Regions from separate parts of the Mus musculus genome. Here region 2 is linked to region 1. The links are chromatin contacts, called in public HiChIP or PLAC-seq maps. All regions are on one chromosome and are shown on one strand. The core of a region is the stretch at or near the end of the contact, and the rest is flanking DNA. Distances in the headings are between cores, read along the strand shown. Region 1 has its middle 130 kb from the start of Gm34282. Region 2 overlaps Sox6 (SRY (sex determining region Y)-box 6).

Region 1 (6,300 bases), core at 472-2,971:
CAGTATCCTGAAAATAGAGTAGAAGTCACTGGATCCCTCAGTGGGTTCCTTTTCTCAGTGTAACCATATCAAATGAATGTCAGTTTTCTGCCCTTTCACAACTACTTGTAACTGGCCAGTAGAGGATGGGTGGCCAAGCCTAGCTTATTAGGGGTGCCAGAGCCTAGGCTCTGACCCTAACAACTGCAGTTACAATCCCACCCTAGCAGCTCTGAGGTTTAAGGACCAAAAGTTTGTGTAAGGGTCAGGCACATAATAGAAAGTAAGGCCTTTCCTGAGGCCTTTGCGTATCCTCTACTTCTCTGTTCCAGCAGATGCAACCTTTAATTGGAGAGCTGAGTTGAAATTGCTCCTGTCTTGAAATTCTTTGAAGAATTGGTTAGTTATAACTTTGAAGAATTGGTTACTTATAACAACCACGAATCTATGAGTAGGACTACAATTGCAAGAATAGAATGGAGGTCTAGCCTCCAGTTCTGAACATAAATGCTTCTAGATGTTCAAGTAATATTTAAAATAGGGAACAATTCATTCTGCACTGGATTGAGTAATTAGGTGTGCAAATGGGTATAACCAGTCGATGTGTGAGGCTGTACATCAGCTCTTTCTGGATAAAAGTCTTCAAAATGACTTTATAAGGGACTGAGGAGACAGCTAAGTGGGTTAAGAATGGGTTAAGAATACTTATTATATAAGCATAGGTACCTGAGCTTAGTTTCAATTGTTCATATAACAAGATAGATGGTGTCTAGAATATATCTGTATAGATCTCTGATCTAATGATGGATCACTTGATGCATGCCAACCTAGCCAAAATAGCATGAGCTCCAGGTCTAGAGAGAGACTGAGAGACAGTACATCAAAAAGAATAAGGTAGAGAGAGTGATAGATGAAGATACAGACACTTTCCCACAGCCTCTGTGCACACACAGGCACATGCGTGTGTACACATACACAAAGGAAGTTAAATTAAAATGATTTTATAAATGTGACTTACTTTCTTGAATCTTATATTAACATTTAAAGAGACCTCTCATAGTAGGCACTGCAAAGACAAAAGTTCCAAGTGGCAGCCTTTCTTTCCTTTCTGCTTTGTAATCCTTGCTGTGTAGTCTCTCTGTTCTGGTGAGACAGGGTCTCATGGATCTTAGACTGTCCCCAAACTCAGGATGTAGCAGAGGAAGACCTTGAACTTCTCATCCTTTCAGTACATACATTACAAGCATGCACTAACCATACCTCATGTATAGGATTCTGGGGATACAACCCAAGGCATGGTACATGCTAGGCAAGCACCAACTGGGCTATACCCCCAGTTATCCATTTAATCTCTGAGAGTCAACCCTGCTCAAATCCTGCCTGAAGTCCACTGGACTCTGAAGAGTCACGGCCTGAGTCCTGGTGGTAATGAAGCCATCTCTGCCTCCCTGGTTCCTGATCTCTCCCCCATGAGTGCAGACCCCTTCCAGTGGTCCTCTCTATCTTCCAAGGCAGTAGCAAACCCTACTTCTATGTCTGTTCTCATTCATTCCACCTAGTTTCCTGTGTTCAATGCTGTCCCGAAAGATACCCACAGGGAACACAAACCTGACACATTCTCCCTGCTGGGAGCATTTTGCTCCTGGGAAAATGATCTTCAAAGAACACCTTCAGAGAATAGACAAGAAGAAGGCAGGGCCACATCTGCCAGCCACTGAGGGCCTTAGAAATAACTCCTCCAGCTGCTCAGTTCTAAAAAGGGAAAGCTGAGACCTAGAAAACTGGAGTACTTTGCCTGAGAGCACACACGACATTTCACAAAATTCTCCAGCATTTTGGGTACTTCACAACCCATTTTTCTGCATGCATCTTGTAAAGATGTTTTGAACAGGTAGAAGAATCAGACCTAAAACCCAGAGCCAGCACACAGTGTCCCTTTGGGAAAAGGACTATTTAGGGATCAGGGCATTTGGGGGAACCTCTGTGTTTCAAGTACATCAAGTGAACGGAACAGTGATGGAGAACAACATGGAAGGAAGACCAGAGGTTGAGGGGTGGGGCCAAGATTCAGCAGAGATCCTGGGTGATAAGAGGAGGGTGGACTTTTCTCCCTAGTCTGGAAGGTTTGAACCTATAAAGCAGTGGCTCTCAATTGTGGGTTGAGACCCCATTGTGTCGAGTGACCTTTTCACAGCAATCACAATATCAGATACCCTGCAGATCAGATATTTACATTATGATCCATAACAGGAACAAAATTGCAGCTAAGTAGTAGCAATGAAATAATTTTATGGTTGGGGGTCACCATCACATGAGGCACTCTATTATAGGGTCATAGCTAGCATTAGGAAAGATAAAATCTACTGCTCCGGAGTCTAGCAGGTAGGTAATCAGCTGAGAGCATTAGTTTTTGTTTTTCCACTTTGGTTCTTTGTCTTTCTTGTTGTCAGGAGCCCCACTCCTCTAACAGGGAGGAGAGGGACACTTTGACTGACTGAAGAAGTAAATGAGTGAACCTTTCTTCAATAACAGGCCAAGATAAAGTCATCAGAATGGAGAGAACTTTAAGTGAGAAAATGCTTCCATAAGATCCAGCTGTAGAACATTCTATTAACTGGTGATTAGTGGGAGAGGGAGGGGTAGTGATGCCATCCATGGACTGGTGGTCTGGGGTTCGATAAGAAAACAGGCTGAGCAAGCCACATTAAGCAAACCAGTAAGCCTCAATGGCTTCTGCATCAGCTTCTACCTCCAGGTTCCTGCTCTGTTTGGGCTCCTGTCCTGACTTCTATCAATAATTAGCAATGATTTGAAAGCATAGCCAAACAAGGCCTTTTCCCCCAAGTTTCTTTTGGTGAAGTTCTCTCATCTAACACTAAAATATAAATCTTTTCTCCAGTTTGGTACCTGCTATCACATCTGGTCCAAGTTCTTATCTCCAGAAAAGAGACTCTTAGCAAGAGACCTTGAATGAAGACCAGAGTGCTCAGCTGGAGAGCACCTTCTCCATACACACAGTCAAAACCATAAGACTTGAAGAAAAGTGATCAGAGTCTGTTCTGCATAGCAGATGAATCTTGTGCCATTTATGTCTTCTAGTCATTCATTTCTCTGTTGAACTAGACATCCTGGTCCAGCACCCCCATCCATAAGGCTGATGCTACAATTACAGAGAGAAGTGATATCACCAAGATGGCAGATTACACTGTATAAACAACAGATTCTCTAAGAGACATCTAGACTCAACAGGAAGTTCCATCTTCTGGTATTTAAAGCTGAATTCTCAAGACTCTTTTGAGGGCCAGCTGTCCTAAAGACTGGGCATGAATGGGACAGACCCTGACTCTAGTGTCAGGCATTATGGTTGGGTTTTGCTGTGAATACTGGGTTTCTGCACACAGAGGCAAAAGAGTGTGGTTGAAATACTACAGAGGAGAAGCTGTAAAATCGCTGGACTGGACTAATCCTCACACTGTATACTTGAGAACTGAGAGAAGTAGAGGCAGTGGTTAGTGGGATCTAGTGAGTCTACCAGTAGAATGACCCCAAGTCTGTCTTCAGAAAATTGATGTGAGGTTAAGGTTTAAATGGCAGGCAAGGGGTATATATTAACTAAGAAATCCTGGCCAAGGTAAGATCCTGCTTCTCATTGTTTAGGCTCTTAATCTGTTCTTCAAGGTGGTGCGATAAGGAATCACAGGAAGACAAACTTCTCTGGATGACACCAGACTTTAGCCTTCGCTTTCCTCAGTATGAGATTCCTGGGGAAATTTTAATTCTTTGGGGCTCGTTTCAATAGCCTGATGGCCACCGGGACACCAATGTCTCTTTAGAACATGGTGCACCTGCCAGAATGGTTTTGCTTTAACTTTACCACTAGCACATCTACTAAGGAAGCACATGTCTAATGAAATGGATGAGCCATTGTTGAGTCTCTTCTACCTAGTGACAGAGCAGTGTGAGAACTAGAATGTGTCATCTGCGCAGGCCACCATATCTCTAGCAGCCCTTCTTTCAAAGGTATAGAGACAGTCACCCTACTATGACATTATCTGTGAATCACCATTTAACAGACTTGCCAAAGTCTTTACGCACCTGAGAAGCGAGTTTACTTCAAAGTCATATATGATGTTCTCTAAGCTCTTCCCAGCCTCCTATGGGAAACAGAGAACCTGGCTTCAGGCTCTTCCTATGAGACCTCCCTCATCCTCAGAGAGAATCAGAACCGTTTTTTCTACCTCTGCCAGGTGGCCTCTGATGCCTCTCTTCAGAAACTCCACCATTCTGTCTAGATCTGGTACTAGGGTCTTTAATCTCTTTGGAGCTCTAACCATGCTCTTTTCTCTTGGTTTGTCCATCCAAGGCACTAATAACTCTTCTCCTTACCCCCAGTTACCCATCTCAATTTCCTCTCGAACCCCTTTTCCCATCTAAAACCAAGCAAAGGCTAGATCTCTGAATGTGTCCCTTGTATGTATCAAGCTGCACTCTGGAATGCCTTAATGAAACAGGAATCTTTCCCTTGAGGGTCTATGGATCCATGCAAGCTGACAGGGATCCTGGTAAATTCCTGAAAGGGATCCTGTATTCCTCCTCACTAGAATGTTGGTAGACTCTAGAACCCAAAATGGCCAGGAAGACTCATTGCTTTGGTGCCTTCTTTGTTCCTTTGACCCTGTTCTTTGGGGTCCACTGACCTGGTAGCGGATTATATTTAAGAGCTGAAACTCTGCAGTGCACGCCGGATCTTCCATCTGCAGTTGCTCAATGTTGCTGACTTCATCAGCTGTGCTCACAGGACTTGAGTAGATCCACATTGCTTTCATCACTTCTGTCCTCATTTGCCACCAACCTAGTGTGGAAAAATGCAACTGGAGTCAGCGGGAGGAACCAATACTCTCTTGTGTCTGCTGATAATTATGGACTGAGGAAGAACCCAGTGAAATAAAATAATACATAAAGCATTAAGATTGAACCAGGGTTGTAGGAGATAACATATTATTATAGTTAGAAAAATGCATGTTACTTATTGATAGTCACCTGAAATGAGCATCATTCATTTTTAGATGTATTTATTATTTTATGCTTATGAGTATTTTGTCCTCATGTCTGTCTGTAAACCGTGTGTGTGCCTAGTGCCTTCAGAAGTCAGAAGAAGGCATCGGATCCCTTTGAAGTTAAGGATGATTGTAAGGTGCTAAGTGAGTGCTGGGACTTGAATCCTGGTACTCTGCCTAAACAACAAGAGCTCTTAACCATGAGCCATCTCTCCAACATAATAAGCTGCATTACTGACAGTCCTTGGCTTTCATTCTCAAGTGGCTCTTTAACTATAGCAACTAGGATTTGGCCACCTAGTTACTGAGACTGTGGGCTCCCTTGCCTAGCATTTTTGTGTCAACCTGGATTGCTGGACTTCAGTTATTACCATACTGACCCTTAAATGGAGCTGTCCATGGAAGCAGAGAAATGTGTATTCCCTACTAAAATTAGCCACATATAGATCTATACTTACGCCGTCTTGGTCAAGGTGTCATCCCTCACATCATTGCTTCAGTTTTAGGCTATCCTTTAAGGCAATTTGATAGAGAAGATGTCATTCATCCATCCTACAAACATTCTAAGTGTTTGCTTTGAGCTGGAGTTGTACTCAAACATGGGGTTACAAAGACAAGTAAAACATGGTCCTTGTGATCCCTACCCTTCAAAAACAACTTTGGAAGCAAAGTTTCGGTGGTTTGAATGCAAATGACCCCCATAGGCTCATAGGGAGTGGTACTATTAGGAGGTGTGACCTTGTTGGAGTAGATATGGCCTTGTTGTAGGAGGTGTGTCACTGGGAGTGGGCTTTGAGGTTTCAGAAGTTCAAGTCAGGACCAGTGGCTCATTCTTTCTTTTCCTGCTATTGCCAATCCAGATGTAGAACTCTCAACTCCTCTCCAGCACCATGTCTACCTGCATGCCTCTATGCTTCCTACCATGGCAATAATAGACTAAACCCCTGAATTTGTAAGCCAGCCTCAATTAAAGGTTTTCCTTTATAAGAGTTGTGTGGTCATGGTGTCTCTTCACAGCAATAGAACCCCTAACTAAGACAAATGTAGCACATATTAATGGCATCCAGCTACGCATGCAAATGTTTCTTGATAAGCCAGCTAAAATGAACCTTTCCCAGGGCTAGAAAGGTTACTCAGAGGTCAACATCACTTGCAACAATTGTAAAAAACCTGGGTTTGATTATGTCCCCCTAAGATCCTTCTTCCATATCTATTATGAGTTCGTGTCGCTTAGGGTAGCACTTGACTGTTTAGCAGGCCTGTT
Region 2 (6,097 bases), core at 2,324-4,823, 490 kb after region 1:
TGGAAAGAGCCACTGTGCCATGCTTCTCCATCCCGCAAGGTCATTGCTGAGCAGCACACTGAAGGTCTGAGCGAAACTCAACTGCGCCTGAAGAACTCTGTGCCTGGGAAGCGGTTTTAACTGTACCAGTGAGCTGGGCACTTTAACCCTTGGAGCTTGCTTTGCTGTAAAGCAAACCAAATGGCAGATTAACACTGAATCTAACAGATTGCACTAAAGTAAATATAATTTTTAAATCATTTAAACCCCTTAATCTCATCTCAATCATATCAAATATTTAGAGCAAACATATTTCCATCTTTCATTTAGAGTTTAAATAGGTACCAAGGGGGGAAATCTAATTAAACAGATGACAGTAGGTAGGGGTTTGTAAATTGTCGATGCTTTCAAAATGAACGTTTTTTTACAGTTATGGCATCACAATTGGCAAAAGAATAATGTGAAGAGGCTGTTTTCATTGCAGGATCCTCGTGTTCTCACACCATGTAACTCACACCAACAAGTTCTGTGCCACCTCTGGGCCAGAGTGGATTTCAACCTTCTGTAATAGTATATGAAAGATGACATTGAACATAAGTGGACAAGCTGCAATACAAAACAGCAACCACATGGATATGACTGATGGATGAGAAAGGGCTTTATTATTTATGGAAACTTAGAACATGGAGCACCTAATTATCCCTCTCCTCTTAAAAGAGCAGTTAAGCACTGCTGTGGGTCCTGTGTCTTGTCCGGATAATAACTGTTTCTACCAGGAACTCAGCTAACTGGAGCTCAACAAGCACAACAGTAGAGGCCACAGATCACTTTCTCGTGTAAAAGCAGCTAGCTATGCCCACTGTCTTCTTTACCTAATGGGGGGCAGTATTGTGGTCCACAGCAAATTGTGCTTGATGAAGATGGGAAATGCAGTTCTTGGGAGCCCAAAGGTATGTTCCCAGACCTTAAAAGAAACCCATGCAGAAACCACCCAACAATCAGAAACCTAACCAAGCAGTCGCACTCCTGAGTCACTTTACTTCAGGGTTGGTCACAGGAGTTTGCCAAGATGAGAAACAGCCAGGCCTTCAGTTCAGCACTGCTCTGAAGCTGAGGAAGCCTGAACAGGCCTACTCTCTGCACTCAAAGGTGAGCTAAGCCATGCCCAGCACGCTTGCTCTGATTTTTCCCTCTTTACACCCAAACTAGTCACAGCAGCTCCAAATTAAAAAAGAAAGGTAGAAAGAAAAGGGAAGGTCTAGAAATTAGCAAACACTGCCTCGGGAGTTTTAAAGCCTTAGCTTAAACTTCAAAGAGCCAGTTTCTAATTCTTAAAAGAATTTCAAACAAGAAAGGCCATGTTTGTAAACTGAGGCTGAATCCCAGATGGAAAAATACCCAGTGGGCTTTTCAAGCAGTCATTTGGCAGTATGTCAGGATATAACAATGGCCTATGATAGTGCTAGTTTTTCTCAGAAATTATTATTTATAAATATCTGATCATTTTTGGGACCAGTTTGGCTCTGCCAATATCGGGGTACAGCAGCCTTCACTGTCCGCCAGCGTTCACTCATCCTCACTGTGTGTGTGGATTTTACTAATTCACAGTTTTAGGAGCCTCCTTAGTACTTGGTATTTTTTAAACATTAATGTGGTGCTGTCTATAACTCCATGAAAGCTCAAATTGCCTTACATTAAAGGTTTAAAAGTAGGAAATAGTCATTTCTGCAAAACACAAATGCTAGAAAAGTCTCAGTCAAGTCCGAATAAAGATCTAAATAGAGTTGCCAAGTTCAATGTTCTTGTAATGGCTTTTCCCATTTTCTAAAATCCCAAGATTGCAAGCGTAGAGTTGTAGGGCACTCAACATTTCCTAGAATATTTAAATGTTGAAAAAATGTTTCTATCTGTCATTGTAGCATATGGAAAGAAACCTACATAGCTTATTAATGTCTTTGGAATTGTTTAAGAGGATTTAAAGATATGAGTTAAAAGAATTTCATAATCTTAATTTCAATTTCTCCTTTTCATTTAATAGTAGACATTCATTAGGACCCACACACTGTAATAAATTATAATAATTTCAAACAAGAATTAAATTACTAGGTACCTAGTGAAAGAGCCATTTTTTCTTAGGTACCCTGTAATCTAACTGTCAGATTTAAAATCTATTCCCAATCAACTCTTCACAACACTCACATTTATTCATCTATGTTAAATTAATAAAAGGTGTGAATAATGCTGACAAAATTGATCATTATTGTTCATGTAGATTTAGAAAATTATAAGGTAATCTAAAATGTAAAAGGAATTGAGAGAAACTATTAAGGTTCTTATAAATAAATTCATCCTATGCTATTTTTTCAAATCAAGACTGAAACTTCGATGAGACTTATTTAAATTGGCTACATATGCTATTTGATAAATTGTACAGTTTTAGAGCACAAACCGTTTTCATTATTTTTGACAAATATCAGTACAAAGACTCTACTATAGCCTTAGAGTGTAACAAATACTTTAGGAGCATATGGCAAGAGAATTCCAGAAAGTAAGAAGCTAATGGTATCCAGGGACCGTGTAGCTTGCTGAAGAAAAGATACAAGCACAGGGACTATCCAAGAGTCTCCCAGAAATAAACACTGCCCCTTCCTTTTCCTCTAGGTGTAGCAATGTAGGTAAGTTCACACTCAGTCCAAATCTATTCCAGAACATGTCAGTAGTACTCCCTGTGTGGACCCTGTTTGCATACTCCTGAGTGCTCCACCCTGTAACCCCGCTGACCCTCCCCTTTCTACTGGGCATCCCTGAAGATAGGGGAAGCATGGCGACATCTGTTCCCATTCACACCGATTTTAATTTACCAAAAGAGCTCCGCTATTTTCAGAGCAGACTCCAGAGCACAATGACAGATTTAGGGCCTTGGCTGAGGTTGCATTTCCAGTGTGTCAGCATTTCCTCCTCACAGAGAGTAAATTCCAGGGGGTCACAACAGAGGAATCGCTGAAATTCTAGCTTCAGAGAAGACACTTTTCCCACCCTACTTATTTTGTCCTAACTGGAGCCGCCACTGCGCTGCCCTATCTGGTGGGCACCAGTGGTGGCCTGCAGTAACTGGACTAAAGTTATCTCATCTTAAGCAAACGTGGAGGTCCTTTGGACCCTTCCTGTGAGGTTCTCCACACAATTATCTCGTCCAGAGCTGACTGAAATGTAATAGCTGTCGCATAACAATTTTATAACTACACATTTATAAAGGACTCATTTTTAAAACACAGCCACATGCCCTGCCTGTTTCATAATCGGATCGCAGGAACAGTTTTAAGTTACAGATATTCTCTCTAACCTAAGAGTTGCACAGTTACATGATTTTTTTTTATGGAGTGCTTTTTGCAAACAATTTAAATGCAAGTTAGGAAAGTCACTCACAGCCACACCACGGCAGTTTTCCTGGATAATCCAGAGATTTTCAAGGCACAATATGAACAGCAACTTGAGAGAAACAATGCCCAAGTTGTGTTGTGATTACTCAGACATGAGCAGCTGAGCAGAGAAGACGGGCAATGGAATGTGTGCAGCAATCAGCTCTGTTGACTAATCAGAATTTGAGACACTGGAAGGTAATAAGGGTATTATAAAGAATGGCTTATTGAAGGAGCAGCTGTTTATGTGCAGCTCACTAGACTGCCATGGTATGTTTTGGTGAAAATGTTTAACTCCTTTTAAAATGATCATTAGAGAAGAGACGACAGCAAGTACCAAGAGGCAAGTTTGGAAGAATCAAAACACCGAGATTTAACAGCTTTGGGACGGTTATCTGGGAGCTTGGAAATGGTCAGAAATGCCAGTCCCAAGGCGCTTTTAAAATTAAAAGTACTTTCTATTCGTTGTTGTTTATAAAAGCTTAGTAGTTAGGCCATCATCGTTACTAGACTGATACAGGCACAGGGTGAGGCAGGAATATAATGGGGAAATCCTCAGGGCAGAACAAAAAGAAAGAGGCCCCTGAAAACAGCCACGGGACAAACACAAACCAGAGACTGACTTGGAATTCAGAAATGGGCTTATTGCCTCAATAAACAGAAAGGTGGAGATGCCCATGTCAGTCACAATTTCAAGTTTCAAATGCTGGTTTTGCTCAAAATATAACTACTAACAGCCTCTCCTATTTTGATTTCAGAAGAGTAAATAATTTTTAAAACACCAGGGAAGAATGTAAAACAATATTTCATTTACTGATATTATTTCCACACAGTGACTATCACCCCAGCTGAACTGTTGGTCATACTGAGTGTTAGCTTTATGCCCAGCTCATTCAGCTTGTCCTTTTACTTTCTCCCGAGAAGCAACTGTCTGGCCTTGTTCTGCCCCAATCACTTCTGGAACAACAACAAAAACCCATAGTATACCATAAGAGTAACAAACATTTCACTGGCTTTCTATAATATAGCATTATGAACATTTCTTTCTGACAAGTGTTCAGTAATATTTTTAGGCAGTCAGCAAGCAGTCAAAACTCTGCTATCTTTTTGTAACAGTTCACATGTCAAACTGGCAAAGTGCCCACAGTATAAGGCTGGAAAAAAAAATCTATTTAATGTCTGCCCCACAAGGCAACATGAGGTTTGATTGGCAGAAAGTGGAGAGTGGCTTTTGATCGTGTGTCCTAACATGCAGTTCCAGCTCCTGTCTTCTCAGCTGATGGGCTCCACATTACCCATTCAAACAGCAGTGACAGAGCACTGCACCACTCCCCGGCTGCAGTCACACGCAGTGGGAGCTAGGCTGGGGACAGCGCCACTGATTAAATATATCACTTTTTCAAGACAAGCAGGTTGTCTGAATCAAAGTTGGACAGAATAGACTCAACATTATTAAAAGGGGATATAAAACTCGGATTGAGTGATGTTCAGCCAGTTTGCACAGCCTCGGGGATTCCTGAGCTGACAGGGAGAATAAGGAAGAGCAGAACTCATAAAACAGGGCCAGAAATTAGCTGTGACACCTCGCCTATTTTCCCATCACTTCAGGACCAGTGAGTTTCAAAATCCTGGAGTCCCCTTTTCCCTTTTTAACTTTCATTTTTAAAAAAAAATGAATTCAGCAAAGGAAGAAAAACACATGAAAGCGTGCTGACTGCAGTTTGTCAATTACTGTCTTACAAGGAATAAAACGGCAGATGCAGGCTTTTGCATCTCATTTAAAAATACACTAATACAGGTTCTTCTAACGAGGATCCTTATTTTTAGATTTTATTGCATTTATTCACTTGGAATTATAGTATAACTTTTAAGTCTAGGAATATTAGAATCATAGAAATCGTGCAGTTTAGCATTTTATAAGTTCTCTGACTAGCAGAAGCTATGGGAGAGCTGGTTATCATATTTAGCACCCCTATATTCTCTGCTATAGCATGCATACTACTTAAACATTTTTGCCTAAAATATGTTTACATACATAAACATCTAAAATGAAGACATGCTCAATACAAATTTTTATTGTCTCCATTTTTTAAAATTACTGAACGTAGCTTCTAATAATGTGCGGGGCATCAACAGATACTTATAGACTGTGAAGAAATAAAAACTAAAGTTGTTTTCTATTTGGAAAAGTAAAAATAAATGTCCAAAGAAATGACAAAACTATAACCAACTATCTGGAACTAGAAACTAAAGGTATAGACTAAAATTTAAATAATTGTCTAAAACAAATTATTTGAAATCAAAATATACAGTCAAGTAAAAAATGGTCAGCCCAGGTATGATTTTAAAGCACTTGGAGAGTTTAATCTTTTCATATCTCTGCTATGAGGACTGGCTTTTATTTATTTATGGTCGTTAGTGGCACACGCCAGCTTTTTCTTGGAACACCTATGTTCTTGTTATTCACTTTGGCATCACTGTGCATAGTTAGCAGCAACCTGCTTGTTAGATATTTAAGATATCATTAAAGGATTAACTCTCCCTACCAAGGTGAGGACAGCTTTAATAGAGAAGGGGGAGGTGCTCAGCGGCACCCTTACACAAGACACCCAAGTAATTGGGCAGCAACAGCAGAGGCAACTGCTTGACAATGGAAAAATTACAGAAAAAATGCTAGGGTTCAATTTACAGTCACATAT

The links. HiChIP or PLAC-seq counts read pairs in DNA pulled down with a chosen protein or histone mark.
Region 2: an H3K27ac HiChIP or PLAC-seq map of SST interneurons shows a contact between it and region 1, with 2.9 times the contacts expected there. The contact joins two enhancer-like sites. A contact is called at or near these places in 1 of 115 datasets of contacts at active chromatin or transcription factors (SST interneurons) and 1 of 9 other capture datasets (embryonic tail).

What each region holds. Positions count from the first base shown.
Region 1 is chr7:115,261,555-115,267,854 of GRCm38.p6, forward strand. No RefSeq gene overlaps it. Among named protein-coding and RNA genes, the nearest start is that of Gm34282, 130 kb to the left of the region's middle. Within about 2 kb of position 1,722, at least 3 of the 459 cell types and tissues checked have an H3K27ac peak or open chromatin away from gene starts, as enhancers often do. A contact at or near this core is called in SST interneurons, where this site is marked.
Region 2 is chr7:115,747,733-115,753,829 of GRCm38.p6, forward strand. All of the region lies in intron 4 of Sox6 (SRY (sex determining region Y)-box 6), which reads right to left. Among named protein-coding and RNA genes, the nearest start is that of Gm51455, 250 kb to the left of the region's middle. Within about 2 kb of position 3,574, at least 43 of the 459 cell types and tissues checked have an H3K27ac peak or open chromatin away from gene starts, as enhancers often do. A contact at or near this core is called in SST interneurons, where this site is marked.